Linked DNA regions of Callithrix jacchus: region 1 is linked to region 2. A link is a contact called in public Hi-C data. All regions are on one chromosome and are shown on one strand. The core of a region is the stretch at or near the end of the contact, and the rest is flanking DNA. Distances in the headings are between cores, read along the strand shown.

What was found. Hi-C and Micro-C count contacts between places; a contact is called where the count stands out from the background.
Region 1: a Hi-C map of skeletal muscle shows a contact between it and region 2, with 2.8 times the contacts expected there. The contact joins the promoter of RAMAC here to the enhancer-like site in region 2. A contact is called at or near these places in 2 of 3 Hi-C or Micro-C datasets (both in skeletal muscle).

What each region holds. Positions count from the first base shown.
Region 1 is chr6:24,258,852-24,263,831 of calJac240_pri, forward strand. RAMAC (RNA guanine-7 methyltransferase activating subunit) reads left to right here and starts at 1,928. Exons shown (of 4, transcript XM_078326898.1): 1 at 1,928-2,085; 2 at 3,047-3,091; 3 at 4,443-4,621. The coding sequence starts at 4,452.
Region 2 is chr6:24,116,095-24,120,996 of calJac240_pri, forward strand. HOMER2 (homer scaffold protein 2) reads right to left here. Exons shown (of 9, transcript XM_008998485.6): 9 at 4,624-4,902. Among named protein-coding and RNA genes, the nearest start is that of FSD2, 37 kb to the left of the region's middle. Within about 2 kb of position 3,182, at least 6 of the 16 cell types and tissues checked have an H3K27ac peak or open chromatin away from gene starts, as enhancers often do. A contact at or near this core is called in skeletal muscle, where this site is marked.

The DNA of each region.
Region 1 (4,980 bases), core at 678-3,177, 140 kb after region 2:
GGGCAGAGTACTGGAGCCCAGAGTTCGAGACCAGACTGGGCAATACTGCGAAATTCCATCTCTATGAAAAATACAAAACTTAACAGGGTGGTGGTGTGTACTTTGGTGGTGTGTACCTGTAGTCCCAGCTCTCGGGAGGCTGAGATGAGAGGATCACCTGAGCCCAGGAAGCTGAAGCTGCAGGAAGCCATGATCGTGCCACTGCACTCCAGCCTGGGCGACAGAATGAGACCCTATGTCAAAAAACAACAATAACAAAAAAAACCCAACAATGTTATACACTCCAGAATGTAGATATGCACCAGAAGGGCTTGTTTACAGTTTAGAGGGGGAAAGACTTGCCCATAAATAATTTTAGTTCAAAGTTAGAAAGTGGTAATAAATACATGAAGTTCCAAAAATATGAAGGGCTCTCAATATAAAGAAAAATTATTTCTAGAGTTAATTTTAGAAAAATTATTTCTAAAGCTTTAAATAATGGACAGAATTTCAACATTTGGAGATGATTGGGAGGGACAGGTATTTCATACAAGGGACATGAGCAATCTATAAAAATGTAATGGCCGGGCACGGTGGCTCACGCCTGTAATCCCAGCACTTTGGGAGGCCGAGGCGGGCGGATCACAAGGTCAAGAGATCGAGACCATCCTGGCCAACATGGTGAAACCTCGTCTCTACTAAAAATACAAAAAGATTAGCTGGGCGTGGTGGCGCATGCCTGTAGTCCCAGCTATTCGGGAGGCTGAGGCAGGAGAACTGCTTGAACCCTGGAGGCGGAGGTTGCAGTGAGCCGAGGTGGCTCCACTGCACACCAGCCTGGCGCCTGGTGATAGAGCGAGACTCTGTCTCAAAAAAAAAAAAGTAATGATTTATGCATGAAGTACTTCACAAGGTCTGGTTTACCACTTACTGAGGGAGAATGGAAGGGGAACAGCAGAAAATAAAAAAAAAGTTTTGAATCCAAGTTAATAAACTTGACCTTTAATCTACAGGCAACAGAAAGCCATTGGATCAGCTATTTTGGATCACGGTGGTGCTTGAAGATGACTACACCTATGGCGAGTATATGTAAGATAGGCTAGTAGCAGTGTGATGCTAGAGGCAGGACATCAGTGAGAAAGGTACATGCATTTACACCGTTCAGGGGATGGTTATGAGAACTTTGATTAGGTGGGGGCAGTAGGTAAGAAGATGCTGGAATCACTGTAGGGGTACAATCGACAGGACTTGGCAAGTGATGGGAGCATGAACAAAAAAGAAAGGGCATCAAATCTGTCATCAAAGTTTCCAAGTTGGCTGTATTAACAAAAACGGATGCATAGCCTGGGAAGCAATTTGGGAGGGAAGAGGCCAAGCTTTGTCGGGATATTAAGTGTTTATACATTTGCAGAACATCCCAGAAGGCAGGGCAAGGCTCCTGGAAGTAGCTGGATACGGACAGCTGAAACTGGAGCACAGAGGAGGTATGTTTCCGCAAAACCACATACTAAATGGACTATAGAAATCTTACTACCGAAGCTTGCCCGGGCAGGAGAGAAAACTTAAGCATCCCTTAAGTCATCAGTAATGTCTACTCTTCATGGCCTGCTCTCACCTGAGTTCCCCACGAAGACTCCGGAGCAGGCGGCGGGAAGGAGCCTTTCCCTCCCTTCTCCAAGATTCCCAGAACTTCCGTCTCTACCCGTCACCGGCTCCCAGTCAAAGTGGCTTAATAGACAGCGACGTTTTCGACTGCCCAGCCACCAGGCAGGCTGAAAGCGCAAGGCATCATCCATCTTTAGACAGCTACTTGCCCACACCTCCTCGAGCTCTGGGCGTTGCGCCAATATTTAAAGAAGCGCTCTGTTGCAAAGCGATCTACACAACGAGCCTTAGTTATCGCGAGACTTGACAGGCAGTCTAGCTTCAGCATCGATCCGCCGGAAGCGGAAGTCGGATGGTTGTCTGATTCTAGAGGAAGGGGCTCAGTTACATTGGAGGTCTGGAGTTCCACGGCGTAGTTGGCTAGAGACCACCTCTCCTGTGGTCTCTTAGTGTCTCGCGGGCGGGATTCAGCCCGAGCTGGATAGAGACAGCCCTTCGCGGGTGAGTCGCCCCGGACGCCCGGGAGGAGGGAGCGGGGCGACCGAGTTGGATTGCCGGTGAAGTGTCCTCCGCCTGTGCGGTGAATTTGTACTCTTTGCGAAACCGAAAGCCATTTGCCTCTCACGGCCCATAATTTCCCTCACTTCTGAAAGTGTAAGGTGCTTCGGAAGGGAGCAGATCTGCTAGAACCTTGGTAAACAAGCTGTGATGTGCCTTGAGGACAGACTGGAAAACGCAGTTGAAAAGTCTGCATATCGTCTGTTCTCTACGCTCACCTCCTAGGGCAGCGAAACCCCATTCTGGTTTCAAGGGTTAGTCGCCCGCAGCCGAAGTTTTTTGTGGTTTTATTTGTGGTGAATAAACTAGTAGTGTTCGAGTACAAATCTGAAAGGCTTACCCTAAAAGAACATACATACTTTATGAAGTTCTTATTCATACTTGAACTATTTTGCTTTTGAATGCCCAGAGGACAAATCTTGTAGCTTCTAGCTCTTCACTGTGAGAGCCAGTTCCCTATTTGGAATATTAGCTTTGGAAGTCTTTAGAGTACTTGTTTTGTTTTTTGTTTTGAGACGGAGTCTTTCTTTGTCGCCCAGGCCGCAGTGCAGTGGCGCGACCTCAGCTCACTGTAACCTCCGCCTCCTGAGTTCAAGTGATTCTTCTGCCTCAGCTTCCTGAGTAGTACGGATTTACAGGCGCTTGCCTCCACGCATGGCTAATTTTTTGTATTTTTAGTAGAGACGGGGTTTCCCCCTGTTAGCCAGGATGGTCTAGATCTCCTGACCTCGTGATCCGCCCGCCTTGGCCTCCCAAAGTGCTGGGACTACAGGCCTGAGCCACCGCTCCGGGCCTTAGAGCACTTTTACTCCAAATCTTTCCTTGAGTAAGACGAAAATGCATCACCCTCCCCTCCAAACACCTTTTGAGAGTAAAAGTCAAGTTTGTTTTCTTTCTCCCACAGATTTAACCTAAACATTAAGCAATACAGCTGCCTCAAATCTTTGGGGTAAGTAAAGCTTGGGTCAATTAACATTCTATTTAAATTCCGTTCTCAGTAATAAACAGTTGATATTTGTTTACATGCATGTGGGTGGGGAATCGTCGGAGAACATATGAGAACATAAAAATGGAGTAGCACTTTTTACTTACCTTATGATTTTTACTGCCCATCTGGATTAGGCATGAGTCATCTTTTTAGTGATTTCTGTGATCCTGATAGAATTCTAGGCATGATTTTAATTAGCTGAATTTATTTGAAACTCATTCCTCGGATTTGAGAATTTGACAGATAGTTTGCCAATCCCAGACACACTGAAAGTCTTTGATATTTGGTATTTGATAAAGCACGCTAAGAACAATAGCCTGAAAGTGTCAGTCTGGGTGCGATGGCTCACGCCTGTTATCCCAGCACTTTGGGAGGCCAAGGCGGGCCAATCACCTGAGGTCAGGAGTTCAAGACCAGTTTGGCCAACATGGTGAAATCCCATCTCTACTAAAAATACAAAAATTAGCTGGGCATGGTGGTGTATATGTAATCCCAGCTACTCTAGAGGCTGAGGCAGAAGAATTGCTTGACCCTGGGAGACAGGGGTTGCAGTGAGCCGAGATTACGCCATGGCACTCAAGCTCTGGGCAACAGAGCAAGACTCCATTTGGAGGGGAAAAAGAATAAATGGAAAAGAAAATAAGACAGAGTGTCTATATATTGCTTCTTGCAATCCAAACAATAATTTTGGTTTAATTTTGTTGGGGTGAAGGTAGGTAGTATAAATGTTACAAATAGATGCATATGTTTGGAGGAAAGGCAGACTAATGCAGAAGTTATCATAGTAGCTTTCAATATCACATCTCTTTGTCCAAAATGTTTTATTATAAGTTAATACAGTAAGGATATTATTTTGGCCAGGCCCAGTGGTTCATGCCTGTAATCCCAGCACTTTGGGAGGCCAAGGCAGGAGGATCACGGGAGTCTAAGACTTTGAGACCAGCCTGGGCAACATGGCAAGACCCTGTCTCTTCAAAAAAATACAAAAATTAGCCGCTTGTGGGTGGCATGCACCTGTAGTCCAGCATCTTGGGAGGCTGAGGTGGGAGGATTGTTGGAGCCAAGGAAGTCTAGGCTGCAGTTACCTGAGATTGTGTCATTGTGCTCCAGCCTGGGTGACAAGAGTGAGAGATCTTGTCTCAGAAAAAAAAAATGGTTGAATTCAATACCTAAAACTTAGCAAGTCTGAAGGCACACAAAGACTTCCACAAATACCCTCCCTAAAAATTGTTTACTTCTTGGTTTTTCATTATCTAGAGATAGTGTTGATTTTTAAAATTTTTTAAATAAAAGTGTCTTTAAAATTGTACAGAATTTCAGAATGACTGACACTGCCAAAGCTGTTCCCAACTTTGAAGAGATGTTTGCTAGTAGATTCACAGAAGATGACAAGGAATATCAGGAATACCTAAAACGCCCTCCTGAGTCCCCTCCAATTGTTGAGGAATGGAATAGCAGAGCTGGTGGGAACCAAAGAAACAGAGGCAACCGGTATGTAAAGAATAAATGTGGGCTGGGCGTGGTGGCTCATGCCTGTAATCCCAGCACTTTGGGAGGCCAAGGCGGGTGGATCATGAGGTCAAGCGATCAAGACCATCCTGGTCAACATGGTGAAACCCTGTCTCTACTAAAAATACAAAAAATTAGCTGTGCATGGTGGCACGTGCCTGTAATCCCAGCTACTCAGGAGGCTGAGGCAGGAGAATTGCCTGAACCCAGGAGGCGGATGTTGCGGTGAGCCGAGATTGCGCCATTGCACTCCAGCCTGCGTAACAAGAGGGAAACTCCGTCTCAAAAAAAAAAACAAAACAATAAATGCAAATGGTTGACCTGGCAGAGGATAGCTTCAA
Region 2 (4,902 bases), core at 1,932-4,431:
CATCACTTGCCAAAACACACACCACTTGGGACTCCGCCATAGTTTGTCAGCTCCTGCCAGGTGCCCTTGGGGGTCTCCGGGGCCTGGGAGACCACTTTGCCACAAGGCTCTGCAGAGAGTAGGGCACTGTACAATTCCACTTCCAACAGAAGACCCACAAACTCTTCTGGTAAATGGATTCCAGAAATTAGACCACCACCACCAGAAACAGTAAAATAAAATCTCCTTTTAGGTGTACATACTTTTAATAAAAACTCTTCCTTATTGTTTCTCCCACCTCCCCTTTTGCTGTTCACACACACACACACACACACACACACGCATGCACCCAGTCCTAAGCTCACTAGAACATTTCGTCCATCTCAAAAATCTTACCAAAGCCACCTTCCTGCCTGAGTAGCATTTAAAGGCAAACTAGAAAACCCATATTCTTGAGACAGTTGCATGAAAGAGACATGTAAGTAACACACATTTCTAGACTAGACAGGAATCCCTCTCCATGCCAAAACCCCCACCATCTCCAAAATATGTACAATATCTTTGGGGAAGCCATGTACTCAGAAATTAGGGTCCTTTTAAACCATGCATATCATTTAAAAACATATATGGACATTGATCCTGCAAGCTTCTAGTTTGCAAGTGCTTCAAAATCTAGTGACAAGGCAACAAAAGAATTTAACTTCCAGAAAGACTAATGGAACAAACAATCCACTTCTGGATATGAGCAAAGACCAGCAGCTGGCTCCCTTTTTTTTTGAGGTGGAGTCTAGCTCTGTTGCCAAAGCTGGAGTACAGTGGCACGATCTCAGCTCACTGCAACCTCCGCCTCCCAGGTTCAAGTCATTCTCCTGCCTCAGCCTCCTGAGTAGCTGGGATTATAGGCACTTACTACCACCCCCAGCTAATTTTTGAATTTTTTTTAGTAGAGACGAGGTTTCACCATGTTGGCCAGGCTGGTCTGGAACTCCTGACCTCATGATCTGCCTGCCTCGACCTCCCAAAGTGCTGGGATTACAAGTGTGAGCCACCGCGCCCAGCCCTGGTTCCCTCTTTCCAGTCCCTGTGCTAAGTCACATCACTGCTGCCTTCCTCCCAAAGGTGCACCTGGCCATATGTGAGATCTCATCATAAGGTCCCCAGCACATCCTGTGGTTGGCTCTCATCCAAAATTGTTCCTGGTTTCTACAGAGGAGGAGATGTTTCTAAAGAAAAAGAGCCCTGTTAAAATAGGCAGATCATAGCTGGCGCAGTGGCTTACACCTGTACTTTGGGAGGCTGAGGCAGGCAGATTACCTGAGGTCGGGAGTTCGAGACCAGCCTGACCAACATGGAGAAACTCCGTCTCTACTAAAAATACAAAATTAGCTGGGCATGATGGTGCACGCCTGTAGTCCCAGCTACTTGGGAGGCTGAGGCAGGAGAATTGCTTGAACCTGGGAGGCGGAAGTTGTGGTGAGCAGAGATCGCGCCACTGCACACTCCAGCCTGGGCAACAAGAGCGAAACTCCATCTCAAAAAAAAAAAAAAAAACAGGCAGATCATGATAGTTTTGGGAGGCACATTCACTGTATTATGCTCCACCCTTTACTTGATGTTTTGTATCAAATGCAGTCCACAGCAGGCAGGCGCCTGCCCACCATCACCATGAACTGTGCTCACGGAGCCCGCAGGCTGGAGACCAATGGCCCTCTGTGCACAGTCTTCCTGGGTATTGATCAGGTCCCATTCATGCTGCTCCCCCGACTGAGCAAGGCTGCTCCCTCCCCGGAAAGCCAGAAAGGAGCGCATCTCTGGGAAGGGGCAGGCAGTGGAGAGGCCGCTTCCAACTAGAACTCTGTTCTGTTTCCATTCCTGCGATCTCAAGGTCTCCCTCTTGTTTTAAACATACTGCTCTGCCTCCACTGAAGCCAGTAAAGACCTCGGGGTGTGTTTGTTTTCTATAGAACTGGCCTCACAGGCATGGACACCATTTTAACCAACTTTCTTAGAATGATTCCTGCAAAACCAGAATCATTTCAAAGTGGAACTCTGTTACTGTTTATAACAAACATTCCTAAATGTCATTCTGATTCATACCTTTGTAAACTGTCCTTTGCTGTGGGCACATATTAAAATAATATAATTGCAATGTGCTCTTATCAGGATATAATTATTTTCTCTTGGCATTCATGGGTCACCAAAGGGACAAGAGTGGCATGGCTCAAAAGGTACTGTACTAAGGTCCAGGAGACCTGGATGCAGAGTCCACGCTGCTGGTCACCGCAGGGTGACCCTGGACATGTCACTTTCTGTCTCTACTTCCCATCTGCAAAACGAGGGGACAGTCTCTGCCCTGTTCTCTAACCCAATTAAAGCCTTAATATGATGGCAGGCAGGACAGATGAAACTGAGGAGCCACAGGAATTTGACATCTTGTGTGGATACTGGTCCTTTCCCTCCAAGGCCTGACCACACTGTCCCAACCTGTCTCTCTGGTGGTTTTACATTCCCCAGGCAGCACTAGGGAGGCTTCCTTGCCACTCCCAAGACCCGTATCCAGTTGGGTCTTGACTGGAATGAAAAGTAATTTTTAAAGATCCTCTTGATTAAAGAGTTCCAAGTTTTGTTGACTTCATTTAGACACCAGGTTTCATGGGGGCAGAAGGAAAGCTTATCACGGTACAGCAGCCAGTCTTGGAAATGCCAAAATCAGGAGACCTCATCTGCAAACTGAAAGTGCAGACCTGGCCCTGCACCTTCCAAGAGCACAGGCGGCTGCGATGCTCACCAGTGAGCAGCTTAGGTTCTGCCTGCATCTGGTGTAAGGTTAGGACAACAGTACTGAGACTGGGCTGGATGCCAGAATAAACGAGGGCACGTCACAGCAGCCCACGGGAACACCGTCCAGGTTGCTCCAGGGCCATTAATTTAAAAGAAAGTAAATGAAGAGACACTAAGATCTTTAGAGGAAAGCAGAAGGAATGGAAACTTCAGTGCTCTGTAAAAGCTGTTGTGCTTTCACAGCCAAGCCCAACTTCCCTTTAAAGGGGTCCCTACTATTCTTAGCTCCGGGGCTGCAACAGCTATAGAGCCAGACACACAGCAGGAGGAATCAAGTTCCTCACCTGCTGCCCACAGGGGGCTCCCCACAGGGGGCTCCCCACACACTTCAGTGGTTGGTGAGCTGGGATCATAGGTCTTGACTGCACAGCAGCCCACTGTGGAAATGGCTCTTCCAACCTTTTCTACACCTCCACTTCTGGAGTTTTCTAAAGTCACTGCTAGCAGAATGCCCAAGTGGCTTTAGTAACTATGCTATGTATATGCCACCTAAGCATGGTCTTGTCAGTCAAGAGGGCTCTTCCTAGATTCTTAAGTCACCTGATACACAGACAGAGGTCATCTGAAGACCCAAGTGGGGGGATTTCGGAACCCAGTGTCCACTGCTCCCAGGCAGCCACACACCCAGCCTGCTGCTGGGTGGACCAGGCTGGCTTGAGAATTCCTATCCCGCTGCTGGCCCAGGAGGCCGACTTATAGCCAGCTCTGCTCTCTGGTCTCCTGGTGCAGCCAGCAGGAAGCTGCTACCGACTGTCCTGAGAGCCATCTGGAGCTCTGGGGAAAGGGCAGGGCCAGCAGCAGCCTAGGCCGAATCACAAAGAGGTCTGGCCACACTTTCTACTTCCTGTCTGCCAAGAGCCCTGTGTACTCAACCAAAGCCCCCATTCACCCTGTGGGGGCTTCTCTAAAGTGCCTTGGTGCCCCAGGTCCCTGGCCTTCCCTTGTCTGCATCCCACACAAGACTCTCCAGCTCAGAGAGGCATCTCACTGAGGGGAAGGGAAGGAGAGCAGGAGGACTCATGCATTCACCTGGGGGCCCAGGGCACCTGCGAGGGGACCCTATCTCCCTCCCTCCTTGGGTTGTTTGCTCATTAATACAAATTCAGCAGGGAGAAACTCTGCGTCCACGGGAGGTTTCTAGAGGGAGTAGTTCTCTTAGGCGGTTCTCAAAGGGATAAGGGGGCACCAAAGCCTCCCCCCTGCCCAAGGCATTTAGGGATCTGTGGGGCCAGGGATTCAAAACATCTTGCCACACGTGGGCGACCTCCCAGGGTAGGATGCCAACAGCACCCACGGGCCCACTGGCCCCACTGAGCAGCTCTGTCAGACAGGGGAGGTTTATGGCTGCAGTCCCTTCCCTAGAAGAAGCTGAGAAAGGCAGGGGGAAAAGGTGGGTGGAAACCTCTGTTGCAAGGGCTGAGGCTCTCCCTGCGTGATTGTCTGCAATTTCTTTTCAATTGTCCAGACCCATAAGAGAATCTCACCCTAGATCCCAAGCCCTGGGCAGCCCTTATACCTGGAATTTCCAGGCCACAGCCCCCATTCCTGGGGGAAAAGGCAATTCGAGGGTCGGAGAGCCCCAGAGCAGAGCATCACGGATGGGCTCCAGGGGACCTCAGACCAGCTCCTGCTGGTTCTCCTTCTCCCTCCCTGCCCCAGGGCCACCCGAGCCCCAGCTTGGTTTTGACCACACAGTGACATTCATGTCTGATAACTACCCAGCACAGCAAAGATGGTGCATCATTCAACAGGGTCCCAGCTATGCTGTGGGGTTTGATTAAAACACTAAATTCTGTGTACATGTTTAATTGAACAGATATTTATTAAGCACCTACTTTGTGCCAGGCATTGTGCAAGGCACCCTCACTGTGTGCTGTTCGCACAGCACAATCATCTGCTCAGAAATTAAAACCAAGAAAAGGAACACTGTCGCAACCATACAAACTGGGGGTAGGGGCCAGTATCGCAGAGGCAGGCGGTTCCCGGGCCAAAAAATGCACTCACCGGGAGCTTGTTTTCCATCTCTCAATAAGCCTCCACTAAACAGTAGTTTCAAAGCCTCTCGATGTTGATGGAGAGGAA